2 separate regions of the Canis lupus genome follow, and region 1 is linked to region 2. Evidence: chromatin contacts called from public Hi-C data. All regions are on one chromosome and are shown on one strand. The core of a region is the stretch at or near the end of the contact, and the rest is flanking DNA. Distances in the headings are between cores, read along the strand shown. Region 1 has its middle 62 kb from the start of CD82. Region 2 has its middle 35 kb from the start of PRDM11.

Evidence for each region. A called contact is a pair of places that touch in the nucleus more often than the background predicts.
Region 1: a Hi-C map of skin fibroblasts shows a contact between it and region 2, with 2.2 times the contacts expected there. The contact joins two enhancer-like sites. A contact is called at or near these places in 2 of 9 Hi-C or Micro-C datasets (amygdala and skin fibroblasts).

Annotation. Positions count from the first base shown.
Region 1 is chr18:45,075,543-45,079,616 of UU_Cfam_GSD_1.0, forward strand. No RefSeq gene overlaps it. Among named protein-coding and RNA genes, the nearest start is that of CD82, 62 kb to the right of the region's middle. Within about 2 kb of position 2,004, at least 2 of the 20 cell types and tissues checked have an H3K27ac peak or open chromatin away from gene starts, as enhancers often do.
Region 2 is chr18:44,664,266-44,668,459 of UU_Cfam_GSD_1.0, forward strand. No RefSeq gene overlaps it. Among named protein-coding and RNA genes, the nearest start is that of PRDM11, 35 kb to the left of the region's middle. Within about 2 kb of position 2,451, at least 11 of the 20 cell types and tissues checked have an H3K27ac peak or open chromatin away from gene starts, as enhancers often do.

The sequences.
Region 1 (4,074 bases), core at 754-3,253, 410 kb after region 2:
GTTGTCTTCCCTGTGTCCGGGATACAGTCTCAATGCCTTCACCAACAGCAGTCTTAATGCCTGCTATACAGCTCTGGATGGGCCATGATGGAAATGAGGAATATTGATCATGACCACTGACCCCTGCCCCGGGTCCTCCCCCCCGCCCTCCCAGAGCCAGGGCAACCTCCTCCAGGCAGGGCCCACTGGCCTAGTCACTGGTCTGAGGCTTTTTCCTGTCTTAGCTTCCTTTGCAAAGTGCTGCCTGGACCCCATTCCCTCTCCAATGGAGCAGACCCGCCATCACACTTGGATGTTCCCTTGGGGCATGGCATCCTGATTCACAGAACCCTGGACTTGGGTCCATGGGTAATGGACTTGGGCCTATGCCACCTTCCTCTGTCTTCTAGATGGGGTCATTGTGAGGAGGGAGCTGGACACCCCTGACCCTTGCATCTTTGTTCCCAATCCTCAAGGTTGGCCCCAGGGCCACCTCCTTCAGGAAGCCCTCCAGGGTCTTCTCCCTGTCCCACCCCTCAGACAGGGGGACACCCTCGCCTCAAGCCTCTGGGCCATGTTAACGGTGTATCTGCCTCCCTCTTCTATGGATTTCCTCTTTGAGCTTTGTTCTAAACCAGCATTTCTCAAACTGCCTGTGTCTACGAATCAGAGGTGCTTGTTAAAACCGCAGGCTCCCGGAGCCCCTCACAATCAGGGAATGAGAATCTCCAGAGGGTGAGGCCCAGGAATCCAGATCTCTAAGAAAAGGCTTAAGTGGCTGTTAAATCAGGCAACCGTGGGTAAGCACTGTTGCCTGCATTCCCCAATCACCTGATCTCATTCTGACGCTGAGAACGGGGTCCGCTGTAGTCACGCACCCATGTAACCATTCATTCACGCAACAAATATGTCTTAGCTGCCCTCTCTGTGCCAGGCATTGTGCTCCAGCTGGGGGCAGGGCGAGGAACGAGCCAGAAGCTCTCTCCACCCTCCGAGGAACTCGGAGTCTGGGAGGAAGGCAGGAACTCTAACCAGCGGTCACATACAATTCACACTCAGGAAAGCTCCAACGGGGAAAGTGAAGTGGGGGCCAGACATCCAGCGCTTGCTCAGGACAGGCAGCCATTCTAAGGCCACCCCTGGGCTAACTGACTTGGCCTTTGTGGCCACCACAAGGGGAGGCTACGATTATGCCCGTTTCTGCAGGGAGGAGCTGAAAGCGACCTGCTTGCTGGTGTTTGCACAGCTCGGGAGGGGCAGAGTCTGGATTTGAACCCATGGCCCGGATGTGGGCAGAGAGGAGGCAGTGCTTTCTTCTTCAGGAGAAGGCCACGGTGTGTGTGTGGGGGGGGTGCACAGCGAAGCCACCCATGTCATCCAGGGACGTGACATGCAAGCTGCCTGAAGGCCGATTGGAGGGAAAAGCAGGCTTAGCCAGGAGAACAGGGGGAGATGGTTCCAGAGACGGGGGGAGCACAACTCATTTCTGAGCGGGATAGCAGAGGAGTTCAGGACACGAAGGGGGCTCAGGGGCTGGCGACTTGCTCCTCGAGATCAGGCAGGTGGGTGGGGCAGCAGGCCCTGACCAGGGGCTGGCACACCGGCCAGGGTGTCCTGGCACCTGTGACTGTCACCTCCCCGGGAAGCAAGGCCGACAGCCATGCGGCAGAGCCCCGGGACTGGCGGGTGGGGTGGCCAAGTTCAGGCAGCCTGTGGCCACCGGCTCACCAGCTACGTGACCCTGGGAAGCTTACTTCCCTGCTCCGAGCCTCCTCGGATTTCTCATCTGCAAGATGGGGATGATGCCAAGAATCCCGAGGTCTTCGTGTTGTCTGGGGCAATAACGAAGACAGTGTGCAACGTGCTGAGCACGGGCTCGGCACGAGTTACTAGTGTCCGCCTGGCACGTGGCTCCGAGCATTCTCTGTCCACTTTCACAAGGAGGACATGGAGGCCCAGAGAGGTAGAGTGAGTGGTCTGTGGTTTCTCAGCCGATGAGGGCCCCCAGTGCAGGCAGGGGTCCTTCTAGCACCCCATGTTTCCCCCCAGGGGAGAGGACAGCCCTGTGTGGTTCAGGGATAAGATCCCCCCTCCGTTGTCTGGATGACCCTCTGCCCTCCTGGGGGGAGAGCCTCTCAGCTCTGCTCCCCTCCAGCTCCCACAGTCACACCTGCTAGAGTTGCTGGGCCGCCAGAGGGTTCCTCACAGCTAGATTCTGATGGACCAGGACACCTGCATGGGGTCGGCTGCCAGCCTGGAGGAGGCAGCCTCTGCAGGGGCTGGGCTCTGAGAAACCCGGGAGGCCTACAGCTATGCCCCCATCCCAGGGATTGCCCTGGGAGGAGGCGGCAGCCCAGACTGTTTCTGAACTCCCCATTTGTAAACAGGTCAGCCAGGAGGGCCAGGGCTCCATGCCCAGAGCCTGGTGCTGGCTGATGGCTGCAGTCCAGTAGCGAAGCACAGGGGTGGGGCAGGCAGGGACCAAGGGTGGCGGTGACTTGTCGGCTAGACACAAGGAGAGTGGGCTGGAGCCTGTGGTTCTCTCTACCCCCAGCACACATCCCTTTCCTCCTGGGCCTGCTGCGCCTGTGGCATCACCCAGGGCCTGAGCAGCACACAGGGGGCCGACCAGCTCTTGGAGTCAGGGAACATTTTATGACACCCCATCTCTCTTGGGGCCCTCCAGCCCCACTACCTGCCATACACAGAGCCCCGGGGAAATGTCGAAATCCTTTTAATAAAAAGCCACAGCTGTGCTGATGGAGAAAGCAGAGGTCCTGCCTTAATTTGGCCACACCTGGGCTGGAATCCCGTCCTGGCCACTTAGCAGTTTGGTGGCCTCAGGGTGGCCAGTGCCCTTCTCTGGAACCTCAGCTTTTCCATCTGTGAAGTGGAGGGAGGGATGATCCTAACAACCACAGCGTCCCCGTAACAGTCACACGCGCTGAGTGAGGGCCTGGCACGCAATAGGGGTCCAGGAGGTGTCACGAACAAAAGAACATTATGGAAATGGGCTCATGACAGGTGCTCAATAAATATTTGCTGATTAAAGAGGAGGTTGAATTAAAGAAGAGATAAATGATCCCAACATCTGTGCTTTTGTCTTTCTTCTAAAAGCACACTGGAATTAGAGGCACTGGCTGGGGGTGAGATGCAACATAATTCTTGGGGGACGGAAGGCTGAGAACATTCTTAGTGACGTCAGCCCCTGTGTGCAGAATACATTACACCCTCTCTCTGTGCTGCTGGCTTGCTCTGACATTGAGGCTCGTCGGGGAAGGTGACTCCGGGCTGAGTCCATGAAGACAGACTCGGGTTTCAATCTTGTCTCTGCCTCTTACGATTCAGGCAGCCCCGCCATAGACGAGGGTCTTGGCCCACACTCTGGTTTCTTATCTGTAAAGGGAGGATCCAAGTTCCAACTCTCAGAGCCACTGGGAGGAGGCAATGGGAGGAGTGAATGAGGTGATCCCTCCAAGAGCTCGGAAATGGGCCTGGCGGGCCAAGGACCCTCTGCAAGTGATTGCTGTCATCATTATTCTTCTCTAAGCCCAACAACCGTATCAGCCAGCTACGCCGTGTAATAACTGGCCCCAAATGTAAGGGCCGAAAACAACCACGGCTCATGATTCTGCAGATCGAAAATGAAGGTTCACCTGCTGGGTGATCCTACAGTCCTCCTCTTGCATCTGTGGCTGGCCAGAGGTGAGCTGGGTGGCTCTGTGTCTGAGGGTGGGCTGGGGTAATGAGGTGACGGGGCCACTTGCCTCTCAACCTGCAGCAGGCTCACCTGGGCAGGGTCAGAATTCTTCATGGGCAGTGGCTGAATTTGGGGAGCGGAGGGAGGGTATGAAGCCTCGTGAGACTTGGGCTCAGGATTGACTCACTGTCCCCTCCCCACATCCGATTGGCCACGGCAAGGCACAAGGCCAGCCAAGACTCAGGGAAGAGCAGGCTGCACAGTCACACTCGTTGCCAAGGGCAATGACACAAGAAGGGGAAGAGAGTGACCATTTCTGCCAATAAGTGACGGAGCCACCACAGGGGACCCCTGGGACAGGACGCGGGGCTCTTGATCCCCAGGGCAGTTCATGA
Region 2 (4,194 bases), core at 1,201-3,700:
GGAGACCACTGCCAGCACCCTGAAGGCCCCCTCCTTCAGCCACTACCTCACCAAACGTAACCCCGCGGGGGCACCTGGCCAGCTCAGGGGGTGGAGCGGGCGACTCTTGATCTCAAGGTCGTGAGTTCGAGTCCTGTGCTGAGTGTAGCAATGACTAAAAAATAAACAAATGAAAGCAAAGGTGACCCTATAAAGTTGGGGTTATGTCCGCTCATTTCACACAGGAGTAGGGGCACCGGGAGGGGCTGTGCACAGCTGCTGATGGGCAGGACCAAGAGTGGCCTGTCTCTCACCCAAGGCCACAGTGGTCCCCGGAAGCTGGAAGGCAGTGATTTCTTCTTCGTCCTCCACCCCCCTCTCACTTTCCTCCTGTCCCTCCGCCTCCAACTTCTCCTCCATCACTTGGCCCCACAGCCTCTCCTTAAGGGCCACCTACTGTCATTTGATAAATTTACCACCAGATGGAACCAAAGGACTGAGTGGAGACTTGAGGCCGGCCTCTAGGGACCCAGACGGAGGCTGAGGCCTGGTTGGGGGGCAGGTCTGGGCGAGGCAGGGGGAAGTTGCTGGTGATGATGCTGAGCCCCGGCCAGCAGAGATGGCTGAGGGGACCCCCACCCTGGCCCCAACCCATTGGCACCCGGACAGACAAAAGGGTGGAGATGCAGGCTGGGGCTCAGGCTGAGATGAACGCAGGGCTGGGAGCAAAGAAACCCAGGTTCTAGTGGGACCCTGCGTCACCGGCTCTCTGAGTCATCCACCTGCCCTGTCGCAGTGGGTGGTGTTCTCTACCAGTGAGGTAAAGTTGGTCCCTCCTCTGCCTCTGCATTTACTCTCCCTTCCCCGGCACACTCTCCCGTCCAGCCTGCCCATTCAGCCAGCCAGCTCGAGAAGTTCATTGCCACCAACACCGCCCCCTGCCCGCCCCCGCCACCAGAAGGCTTCCCTGACTGCAGAGCTGTCCCCGCGTGTGTGATGATTCAGTGAGAGGGACTGGGCCCGAGGCTGGTGGTGGTCTTCTACCTCTCTTCCTGAGAGTGGCACTCCCGGGGCCCCAGCGGGGGTGCTTCTCCTTATGCAGGCAAGGGGGAGGGCTGGGAGGCTGGTCTGGCGTCTTCCCTCACCTGTGTCCAGCCAGCGCGCCTCTCCAGCCCCCCGAAAGTCAGCCTCGCAGCCGGCGGGCCAGGAAGAGCCTTCAGAGCTCCTGATTCACACACGGCCCAGGTCACACGGTACCTTGGTGCTCCAGACCGAGGCCCAGCACCCACTTGAGCCCTCAGCTCAGGGCTCCCCAGAAGGCCCCACCACGGTCTAAGGGCCTGGCCGCTTGCCTTCCCTGGCTGAAGTTCCTCGCCAGGCCCCTCCTCTGACAAAGATGCACTTGAAGATGCGGGCAGGAAGGGGAGGGGCTCCTCTTAGCTAGCGAGTCTGCACCTCTGTACGGGCAGTGGGGGAAGGGGTCCGGGGAAGCTGCCTCCTCAGGCTGAAGTCCTTGGGGCTCCCTTGTACCCCTGTTGGAAGACACCAGGGCTGTTAAGAGCCTAGTATTTGAGTCAGACACTCTTGGATCCAAATTCCTTCTCTACCACTTATCTGAGTGACCTTGGCCAAATCCTTAGACTTCCGAAGCTCCTTCCTCTCTCTCCTTCTTTCCCTCCCTCCTTCCCTCCTCCTCCCTCCCCCTCCTTCCTTCCCTCCCCCCCTCCCTCCCTCCCTCCTCCCTTCCCTCCTTCCTTCCAGAAGGCAGACTGCTACATGCGGGCCTCATCTGGCCGTGTCTGGAGTCTTGGCAGTGTGACCACCCTACGTCCCCCTACAAATGGGCCCCGAGAGCTTCCTTGGAGGCTCCAGCAGGGCAGCCCAGCTACTTGTATTCCCTTGACGGAAGCACGGTCCTCCTCTTTTCAGGTACGGTCCCCCTTTTCGACCGAGCGCAGCTTCGGGGGGAGGGACACACGGGGAGCGGTGAGGGGGAAGGGACACCCTTCACGGCCAGTCAACTCTGCGGATCAGGGGGGCGGCGGACGTCGCGGCCAGACCACGCTCACAAACAGGCGGGGGAAGCCAAGCCGCGGAAGTTCCTTAATCTGAGGAAGGGGACTAAAAGCCGTCGGGACCTCAGGCAGCGGCGCACGCTCCGTGGGAGAGCGCACGCAAGGCCCCAGAGCACCACCTGCGCTGCAGCAGGCAGCCGGGCCGCCCGGGTCGGGGCGCTGACGATTGGCTGATGGCTATGCAAATAAGCCTATGATGTCACCACACGTAGACGCGAGAAGGGGCGGGCCGTTGCTCAGTGCCGTCCCAGCAGCCAATCAGCAGCAGAGCAGGTGTTGCGCACCTGCGGGGGGTGTGGCCTGGCCCGGGAGGGGGCGGGGCCGCGGCGCTCCAGCTGCAGGTCCGGACGCCTGCGCTCCACGCCTGGCCCTGAGGATGAAGGACGGTTTGGGCAGCTCTGGACAGAGGAGCGTGAGCTTCTCCGCCTGTGACATGGGCACGGCCCCTCTGCTGTCTTCCTCGTGGAGTAGCTGTGAGGATCAGGTGAGCTGAGGGTCAGGACAGGGTTCTGGAAGGTGCCCTGAAAATGCAAGGCACAAAAAGGTTTCCGTTCCCTGGATCCTAAGGGCAGTTAGCCAACCTGTGGAGCTGAGGGTTTGCTCTTTTAATTACTCAAACTTTCAAATTCTATTTTAGCCTTAGGATGAAAATATTTTTAAAAAAATACGACCTAATTCCCGACTTTATTAAACAGAGTGTCTTTTAATATAAGTTGTATTGCTGCTTCTGAAATCTACGGATGCCACTTTGTTATGCTTTCATTTATTTTCTTTTTTTTTAAAGATTTTATTTATTTATTCATGAGACATACAGAGAGGGAGAGAGAAGCAGAGACACAGGCAGAGGGAGAAGCAGGCTCCATGCAGGGACCCGACGCGGGACTCGATCCCGGGTCTCCGGGATCACGCCCTGGGCCAAAGGCAGGCGCTAAACCGCTGAGCCACCCAGGGATTCCCCGCTTTCATTTATTTTCTTAAAGATTGATTTATCTATTAGTTAGAGAGAGAGCACGAGCAGGGGGTGGGCAGAGGGGCAGAGGCGGGGGGGGGGGGAGTGAATCTCAAGCAGACTCCCTGCTGAGCACAGAGCCCATCACATAGCTTGATCCCAAGGCTCTGAAATCATGACCTGAGCTGAAATCAAGAGTGTGCCACTTAACTAACTGAGCCACCCAGGCACCCCTGTTATGCTTTTTTGCTTTTTTTTTTTTTCCTTTCAAGTTTTGGTATCTTAACATCAGCCAGCATCTCTCACTGCTATCAGCTTGCCTCTTATCAGTTCTTACTTACAGTTTTATATCCTGTAAAACTTCCCACCTCTAATCTGTTGTGCATTTGGGAATCAGACCCTCAACACTGTCAGAGGTATTTGTAAACTAAAATTAACTAGGTCTTGAGCAATAGGGGCCCACGAGCAAAGTGCACAAGCTTTAAATCAGGCAGTGGCTTCCTTTCTCTTGGTCTTGGCATGAGCCCTGGAGGTGTGTGGCCAGGGCCATTGGTCCTACCCACAAGGTCATGCCCTCCTCAAGGGCTCTTGTGGTCACACCCTCCATTGCCTCACCCCAGCTCCCCTCCTTCACCTGTTCTTCAGAAGCCCCCTGGCTGGATATGCCACCTACCCAGGGTCCCTGTCCTGTCCACCCCTCAGTTCACTGTTGCCTGCTTTCCAGAAGACAAACGTGAACACCTTCCTTCAAGGCTTGAAACCCTTTGTTTTCTCAGAATGAAATCCAACTCCCTGGCTTAGTACAACATTTCTCAAGGGCTCACCTTTGGGGACCCCTCTAGCCCTTCTAACCACTCTTCTGTCCTCATACCCTTTGCTGTAGCTACAAGGAAGTGCTGGAATGGGCTATGTTCCTCTGGCTCCACACCAGTTGTTCTCTCTGCTCTTTCCCCACTTCCTCACCTGGGAAAATTCAGCCCAGGTGTCCTCTCCTCTGGCATTCTCCGTTGGCCTCTTCTATGTTTATCCAAATGCCTCCCCACCATTGCCTCATGGACTGCGGTAGTGGCTTCAGTCACAGACTCTGGAGTCTGACCACCCGGTCAAGTCCCAGCTCTGCTCTTCCATCACCGTGTGACCCTGGGCAAGTCACCTGACTTGGTTTTCCCTGCTGTAAAACAGAACTAAAAG